Linked DNA regions of Anser cygnoides: region 2 is linked to region 1. The links are chromatin contacts, called in public Hi-C maps. All regions are on one chromosome and are shown on one strand. The core of a region is the stretch at or near the end of the contact, and the rest is flanking DNA. Distances in the headings are between cores, read along the strand shown. Region 1 has its middle 17 kb from the start of SGPP1. Region 2 holds the start of WDR89 (WD repeat domain 89).

Evidence for each region. Hi-C and Micro-C count contacts between places; a contact is called where the count stands out from the background.
Region 2: a contact with region 1 is called in a Hi-C map of granulosa cells, with 1.6 times the contacts expected there. The contact joins the promoter of WDR89 here to the enhancer-like site in region 1. A contact is called at or near these places in 4 of 7 Hi-C or Micro-C datasets (granulosa cells and liver).

The regions. Positions count from the first base shown.
Region 1 is chr5:59,440,688-59,444,084 of Taihu_goose_T2T_genome, reverse strand. No RefSeq gene overlaps it. Among named protein-coding and RNA genes, the nearest start is that of SGPP1, 17 kb to the left of the region's middle. Within about 2 kb of position 1,439, at least 2 of the 3 cell types and tissues checked have open chromatin away from gene starts, as enhancers often do.
Region 2 is chr5:59,486,411-59,490,044 of Taihu_goose_T2T_genome, reverse strand. WDR89 (WD repeat domain 89) reads right to left here and starts at 2,026. Exons shown (of 2, transcript XM_048080642.2): 1 at 1,915-2,026. The coding sequence starts at 2,012. It overlaps LOC136790996 (a long non-coding RNA gene), which reads right to left. Exons shown (of 3, transcript XR_010832028.1): 3 at 3,476-3,634.

The DNA.
Region 1 (3,397 bases), core at 190-2,689:
CTCTTTAGGCAGATGGATTTCATCTTCAGAACGGGAGGCTTAACAAGTCAAGCTAGGCAATTAGAGTAATTACCCATAAATGTTCAGTTTTTTAAATACGTCTGTACACACACCCCAGGCCTGATGGTCACTACAGGTAGTAACTGCATGAAATGTGCTGATCCCGGTGTCAAATAAATCACAGCATTTACGAAATCACGCTGACAGAATTGCATCTGTGGAGCTAAAGGAGGAGGGGAGGCATGTAGGGAAATATCCAGCAGCACAGGCATTGCCCCGGCCAGCATGGGGCTGGGAGGCCAGGATCCGGGAGTGGGGAGCAGGGAAAACTAACCCAACATCTGGCTTGTGCACACTGCGACCTGCTCAGGATCATGGGGTGTTGCTCTGAAGACACCTCGTTTCTTTCTTCTTCCTGCAGCACTTGGCCACAGAAAGCCCTTCAGGCGTCCCGAGGCAGGAACAATGTGGGTGAGGAGAAACCTAACCCGGTGGGATGGAAATTTGTGGCAAAAAATAAAAGGGACCAGGGCTGAAAATTCTGGAAATGTGCCCTGTTTGTGAGGAGCAGCGTTCCCAGCCTGTGTGCAAAAGCTTTGTAATATTGCTTGGAGTAAGTTAGTCTGCTTTCCAGATGAAGGTAAAGAGAAACTTGTGTGAGATTGAGAAGGCACGCACGAGCCTCCCAGGACACTCACCTTTGGCTTTCTGTGCTCATTAAAGTTAATTAGAATGGGAGGCTAATTTAGGGGATGGGGATGGGTGTCTGTGTGTCAGAGTGCCTGGAAGCTCTGGCAGTGGTACACCGACTCAACCTTTCTGTTCACTGAGTATTTCCAGAGGTGCAGCAGCTGAAATCTCGGTGAACTGTCCCCACGAACACTTCCCACGTGCCCAGATCCCTGTGTGACCGCAGGATACGTGCAGTGGGTCCTCTGCTCTCCGCAACCCCTCAGGCCCTGTCTGCACGTTCAGTACAACTGCTTCATTCCCATCCCCAAAACGGGGGATTTATTATCAAATCTCACCCACATGGGCACCAGAGGCATGAAGGAAACCTCACACGATGCAGGTAGCCCCCAAGCGTTAAACTAAGCGGTGTTCTTGTCTGCAGATCCCCTCGCTGACATGGGGACTCTGTATTGATTGTGCTTTATGGGTACAAGGTGGGGATGAAAATAAGCAAAAAGGAGCTCTGCTTCTTGGCCACCTCTAGTGGGGAATGTGAGAGATTTCCTGACTCTCGGCAGCCAACTCAGTTATCAGCGCGAGCAGCCGCGTAGAGGCAAGGGGAGCTCTGCATTTGTGAGCTGAGCGATAACAGCGATGGAAAAGGGGGCTGGGACCGAGAGGCGTTCGCTCAGTAATGCTCAGGCTGCCTGCAGGCTGCGGGGAGCTGTGAGGCACCAGCCAGCACTCGTAGGATGGCAGCAGCTCTTCCAGCCTCCCTGTTTGTGCTGGGCAGAGCGCAGTGCCGGTGCGTGTATGTCTGCTGTGCGCCTGGGGTGGGTGCTGGTGTGCCAGCACAGGCTTCTGCAAACTGAAAGCACATAGAGAAATTACACATATGGTAAGTCTGAAACACTGACACCCTTCTGCCCAGAGATGATGCTGGGAGTTGGTGTTCAGTCTCCAGATCTGGTATTTGAGACCAAAAGTGAATACTATAAGGCACTCAAATGCAGGCATGATTGCCTGTTTGATGCGCATCGCTATTTCCATGCAGTTCACTTTGCTCTGCTCCAAGCAAACAAAACTTGCTGTGGGCAGGGGATACTTTTGGCTTCTTTCAGCAGCTGCATCTTTGCCTTGTGTGAGGTTTTGCTGACAGAGTATCAGGTTTGTGTCCCAACAAAGCCTTAACAAAGCATCCAACAGCAAAGGCAAACAAAAGATGAAGAAAAAAAAAGACATGGAGATGTAACAAGTAAAATCATGTATGGTTGCAAGGACATGGGACGCTGGGAACTGCTATCGAGGACAATTTGCTTTGAAAAAAGCTACTGCAGTGGAAATCACTTCAGAAAGCCCCTCCTGATGCCCATGTTTCCGCGGGCTGTCCACAGCGTATGGATGAGGAGGGTGCAGCATCCCTCTACATTTACATCCTGCTCCTCTCACGGGCAGGCAGGGACCTTTCGGGGTCTGTGAGCTTGCTGCAGCCCTGAAAGGGGTATTGTGAGACACAGAACTCTTTATTCAGGGAGAGGCTTTATTACCTATTTAATACACTTGCAGAGCAGAAAACATGAGTCAAGTATTTACCCAGAGATTTAGCCTGAACACTATAGTAATCCTGAATAATCCCAACATTTTATATTTGGTTTAGGTTTTAACCTGAACTGAGGAATGCTTTAGCTCTCTGTGTAACTGAAATCATTATTTAAGGCCTTGATTAAATGTGGGGAGTGCACATTATTTTTTATCTTTGTCAAAAAAAAAAAAGTCATGTTTTCTAAATTTTCTTTGCAGCCATAAGAATATTCTTTTTAAGGAACTCCTTAAATAAATGAAAACTAGACATTTTCTTCTACATATTGCTAAAGTATATGCCTTATTTGATTACAGGTTTGTTAAAAGTCAAGGCAAAAAACAGTTTTCACAGTTTCCCAGGCCATGCTCTTTGCACAGCTCGTGGGACTGACGTCCCCACCACAGCCGCCTCACAGTCACCTTTCCTTGGGGAAGCCCCTGGTGGTTTCCATGGAAGCTGCTTTTGTCTCTATTTCTCTTATAGGAAATCTGGAATTTCGAGGCAAATTTAACCAGAAAGGAGTTGATATAGTTTAAAGGCCTGACATGCAACGGCATTTTCCAAGCAGGAGGCTTATGGCTAGACCTTACGCACTTTGAGTTGCAAAAGCACAAAAAATCTTAAACACTCCCAATCTGTCACAGTTTTCCAGCTTCCCTTGATGATGGTGGGGGTTTGTCTGCATCCTGGCATGACGGGCAGCAGAGTGGAGCAGGTTTTCCTGGTACCCCACCGTGGGCTTTCCCACCTTAGTCTCACACACTGCATTTTAGTTTCTGAGCCACAGGAGGCTCGCCATTCCCTTCCACATCGTTCCCTTTATCAGGGCTATAAATCTGCCTTTTTTTACAGGTTTCTAGGGAAACACTTCCTCTTTAATTTCTCTTCTGATCCAAGTTCTTGGCAAATCATCCTTCAAAGGCACCCAGGGAGGCACGGAGCACATTCATAAAAATCCCGTCTCGGCTTTTCTCAGCTAACGCCAGACATGACTGCAGGGGAGTGATGCTTAGTGTGTGCCACTGGTCCATGTTTACACGAGCCATGGAGTCATGAAATGGGCAAAGGATAGCTTTCAGCTCAACAACAGGACCGCTTCCTTCTGCTGTTTTAACCTGGCAGATTTCAAGCCAGGAAAAGAAA
Region 2 (3,634 bases), core at 777-3,276, 45 kb before region 1:
GCTGATAATGTTCACCTCTACATGCTGACTGCACCAACCCGCAGGTCAGCAAAGTGCCCTTCAGCCTGCGCTGAACCAGCAATAACACCGCTTGGTTTGGAGGTGCATAGGGCTGCAGCTCAGCTCTTCCTTCCTGCAGCTTCAGGAGGAAGGAGCAGCCTGAGTAGCTTAGAGGGGAGGAAAAGGGAAGGAAAAGGTGACAAAAGGAAATAAGCGAGGACAATACAGCAGCAAGATTTATATAAGCTTGTGTTAAAGGAAAAGAGACAGTGCAGCAACATAAGCAGGGGAAGGAGCTAAGGGAGAAGTTGATAGTGGGTCGGGTTAAAACCTGAAGAGAGCAAAGACACATCTGAGGCTGAACTTCCTAATCCCACATAACTAAAGGCAATGCACTTTTCCTGCCTGTCTTACATCCTCCGTTGCCCAGCTCACGCCTAAAATCCTTTCCAGTCACAAAACGCACCTACGTCCAAAACCTGGACAGACCAAGTCTCTAACTCACAAGTCTCAACACTTTTTTGTGACTGGTGTGAAGCCCTCTAACAGAGCTGTCATTGCACCAGAGTTGCTGACCCACACAGATGTCTTTCACCCACCAATTAAGATGGTGCCCTAGAAGTCTGCACTGGTAAATTTACATCAGCATGGCAGCAGTGATTTCCTCCAGCTTTGCTTTTTTTCAGAAAAGCTCAGAAATCACATTGTTTGTACGGTTACAGTAAACGCATGCCAAGGCTGCATAGCCCAGCTGGGAATTGCTACCAGCACATAATGACAGCAGTCATTTCACACAAGACCTCCCTCCCACACAGTCAGTACAGACCAGACCTTGGGGTTGCCCAGCAAAAGGACCCTTGTTCCCAAGACTGATGCAGAAGAAAAAAAATCACCTTATACTTACGGCATTTAAAAAGCTACTGACCAGGCCCCACAACACTGCCTACACACAGAGCATGCTAAAGAGACCAGGTCTACCTTCCCTACAGGGCTGCTCCCAGCCCCCATAAAAAGATATTCAGAGGAAAATGTAAGAAACTACCCTGTTTTCTAACTTTTCAATAAACAGAAACCTACATGTAAGCTTTAAAGAAGCACTCTGTAAAATCAGCACATAGAAAGCAATTCTCGGGATACACATAAACAGAAATCTTTTTGGTTATTCTGTTGACAATTACAGTTATCCTACAGGAGCTGCTTTGTGCCCGCATTTCACTGCATCTTATTACCCTCCAACAGAAAATTCAACTGAAATATTAAGGAATAAAAGGCATAAACACGGCTTAATTGCCAGAATAAACTTTTTACAGACCCAAAACGTGGCATACTAAGAGAAGATCTCACATTTCTGGATCCTTCTGAATATAAGTTTGTAGTGAAAGTGAATTTGGAATGATAGTGTTATAACCGTGATAGTCCTTAACGTGACTCAACATTAACAATTCCACTCCCGATATTCCACAGGAAAAAGTTCAGTTTTGTAAGACAGTGTATTTCAAAATACCCGTTGGTTATACAAATCATCATGCAAGGGCATAAACATTACATCTTCGACAGTAGTTTAAGTACTCTTTTGCTCTTCAAGAACAGAAAACGAGTTTCTTCCCCCTTTTTCCCCCCAAAGGTAAAAAAAAACTCTGGCAGGCTGGGTGCAGCCTCGGGTCAGAGCCCCCCTCAGGACACTTGGAGCTCCCCAAAACAGCCCGGGCTGTGATAGCCCCCCCGAGCACCGGCACGGACACGCGTGGTTTTATTCACAGGACCTCAACAGCACGGACACCAGCGCTACCACACAGCTAGAGAAGAGCTCGGGCTGAGGGAAGACGAGAGGCAGCGCTGCCCCGGGACCTCTCCCCCGTCGCCCCTCCGCAGCGTCCCCACCGCCTCCCTCAGCGCCCCCCCTCCGCCCCTCACCTCGGCGCACGCGGCGAGCCCCGCCTGCTGCGAGCCCCGCCCCCGCAGCCCTCCCCGGCCACCCCATTGGCCGCCCCGCCCGCCCCGCCGGCCGCCATTTTATGCGCTGGGCGGCGGGGCGGGAAGTGATGCGCAGGAAGGGGCGTGTGGCAGGTGGGGGAGCGCCGCCATTAGGTGGCATTGGGGCGGAGCGGTGCGCACCTCGGGAACCTCTGAAAAAAAAAAAAGAAAATTACGTGTTTTATAGGGCTAACGCGTCATCCTAAAGGCTGACAGCAGTTTGTCCTTCAGTCATCAAAATATTTCTCGAATTTTCCAGCCCTGACAAGTGTAATAAATAGACTTTAATGAGAAATACCGTTTGCATATTTATTTTGCCCTCAACTTTTAGATTTGTGATCTTCTTTGATAAATGTAAGTTATGGTACATAGTATTATCAATGTTATATAATCTTAGTTTTTTAATCAATGCATTATTTCAATAAGCATCTTTAAACATAGAAGTCTTTTCATGTTTGATTTCCACAGGCATTTTTAAACCTAAAATATGAATATTTGGACTAACTATATTTTTCTAGCAAGATAAAAAGGAGCTTTAACTAAGCCCAGTAATGAGATCAGGTCACATGGGTAATAACCACAGAACATTATTAAAAAAAACATTTTTACTTCAATTTAATGGTCTTCTTAACTCCTAACACACAAGCAGAACAGTCAGAAGATAGTTCAAAGTACTGACACTTCAGTTGCCTGACACTACTGTGCAAAATTTTAATTAATTCTACATACTCCAGTCTAATTGTTTGTTGTTTTTAGTACCTACCAGCACTATAATCTATCAGGAGATAATACCCTAATACCCTTCTCTGTAATCACACTGCAAAATTGTGAGATGATCAATTTGCATTTCAGATACATTAATGATTCACCTGGATTTCAGCTTAAAGTCTGCTCTTTAAATGGTGTATTAGAACCAGATTTAATACAGCTGTTTGGTATTCATGAGGAGGCTCAGGTGCACAGCTGACAGAAAACTGCTAGTCAAGCATGTATCACAGAGGACAGACCAATTCACCAACTGCCAAGAAGTACCCTTTCTTTGTTAATTTTGCTCTAGTTAGTTAGAGGCCTTTTTTTTTTTTTTCCTGAAATGCCTAAGCACATGGCAACAAAGCACAAAAGACACAAATTACATGCATACTGTTTTCACAGTAAATACTTCCCATCATTGTTGTGAATGCTACTCCGGCTGAAGTCCATCACTCAGCGCTGTAATCACTGCTCAGACTGGGGAGTGGTCCTGAGGATTTTGAAAACAAGATCTATATTGTTTCATTTAAAACAATCTTGAATTTAATACAATATACATTATAATACTTAAGGCTGTATGGTTAATATCAATAATACAGTGAGAAATATTTTTAGTTAATAGCTTTCCATCTGAGTTTCCCAGGCTGGTTAGTATTGCCACAAATTCAACAAATACCTTCTGTTCATTGTTCACATAGTGAAAACAGCTGCAAGATCAACTGGAATGACATAGTTACACAGCCTCACATTTGGTATTCAGTACTCCCAGATGAATCCAGCTATATTACAGAAAGTACTGAGTCACAATATATATTAGAAATATATCTGTGAAGTTTACCACAGTAATTGCATGGCAGTTGCTCTGGAGATTGCTTGTAACTCTTGACAGTTACATTACAGAAAGAACTTA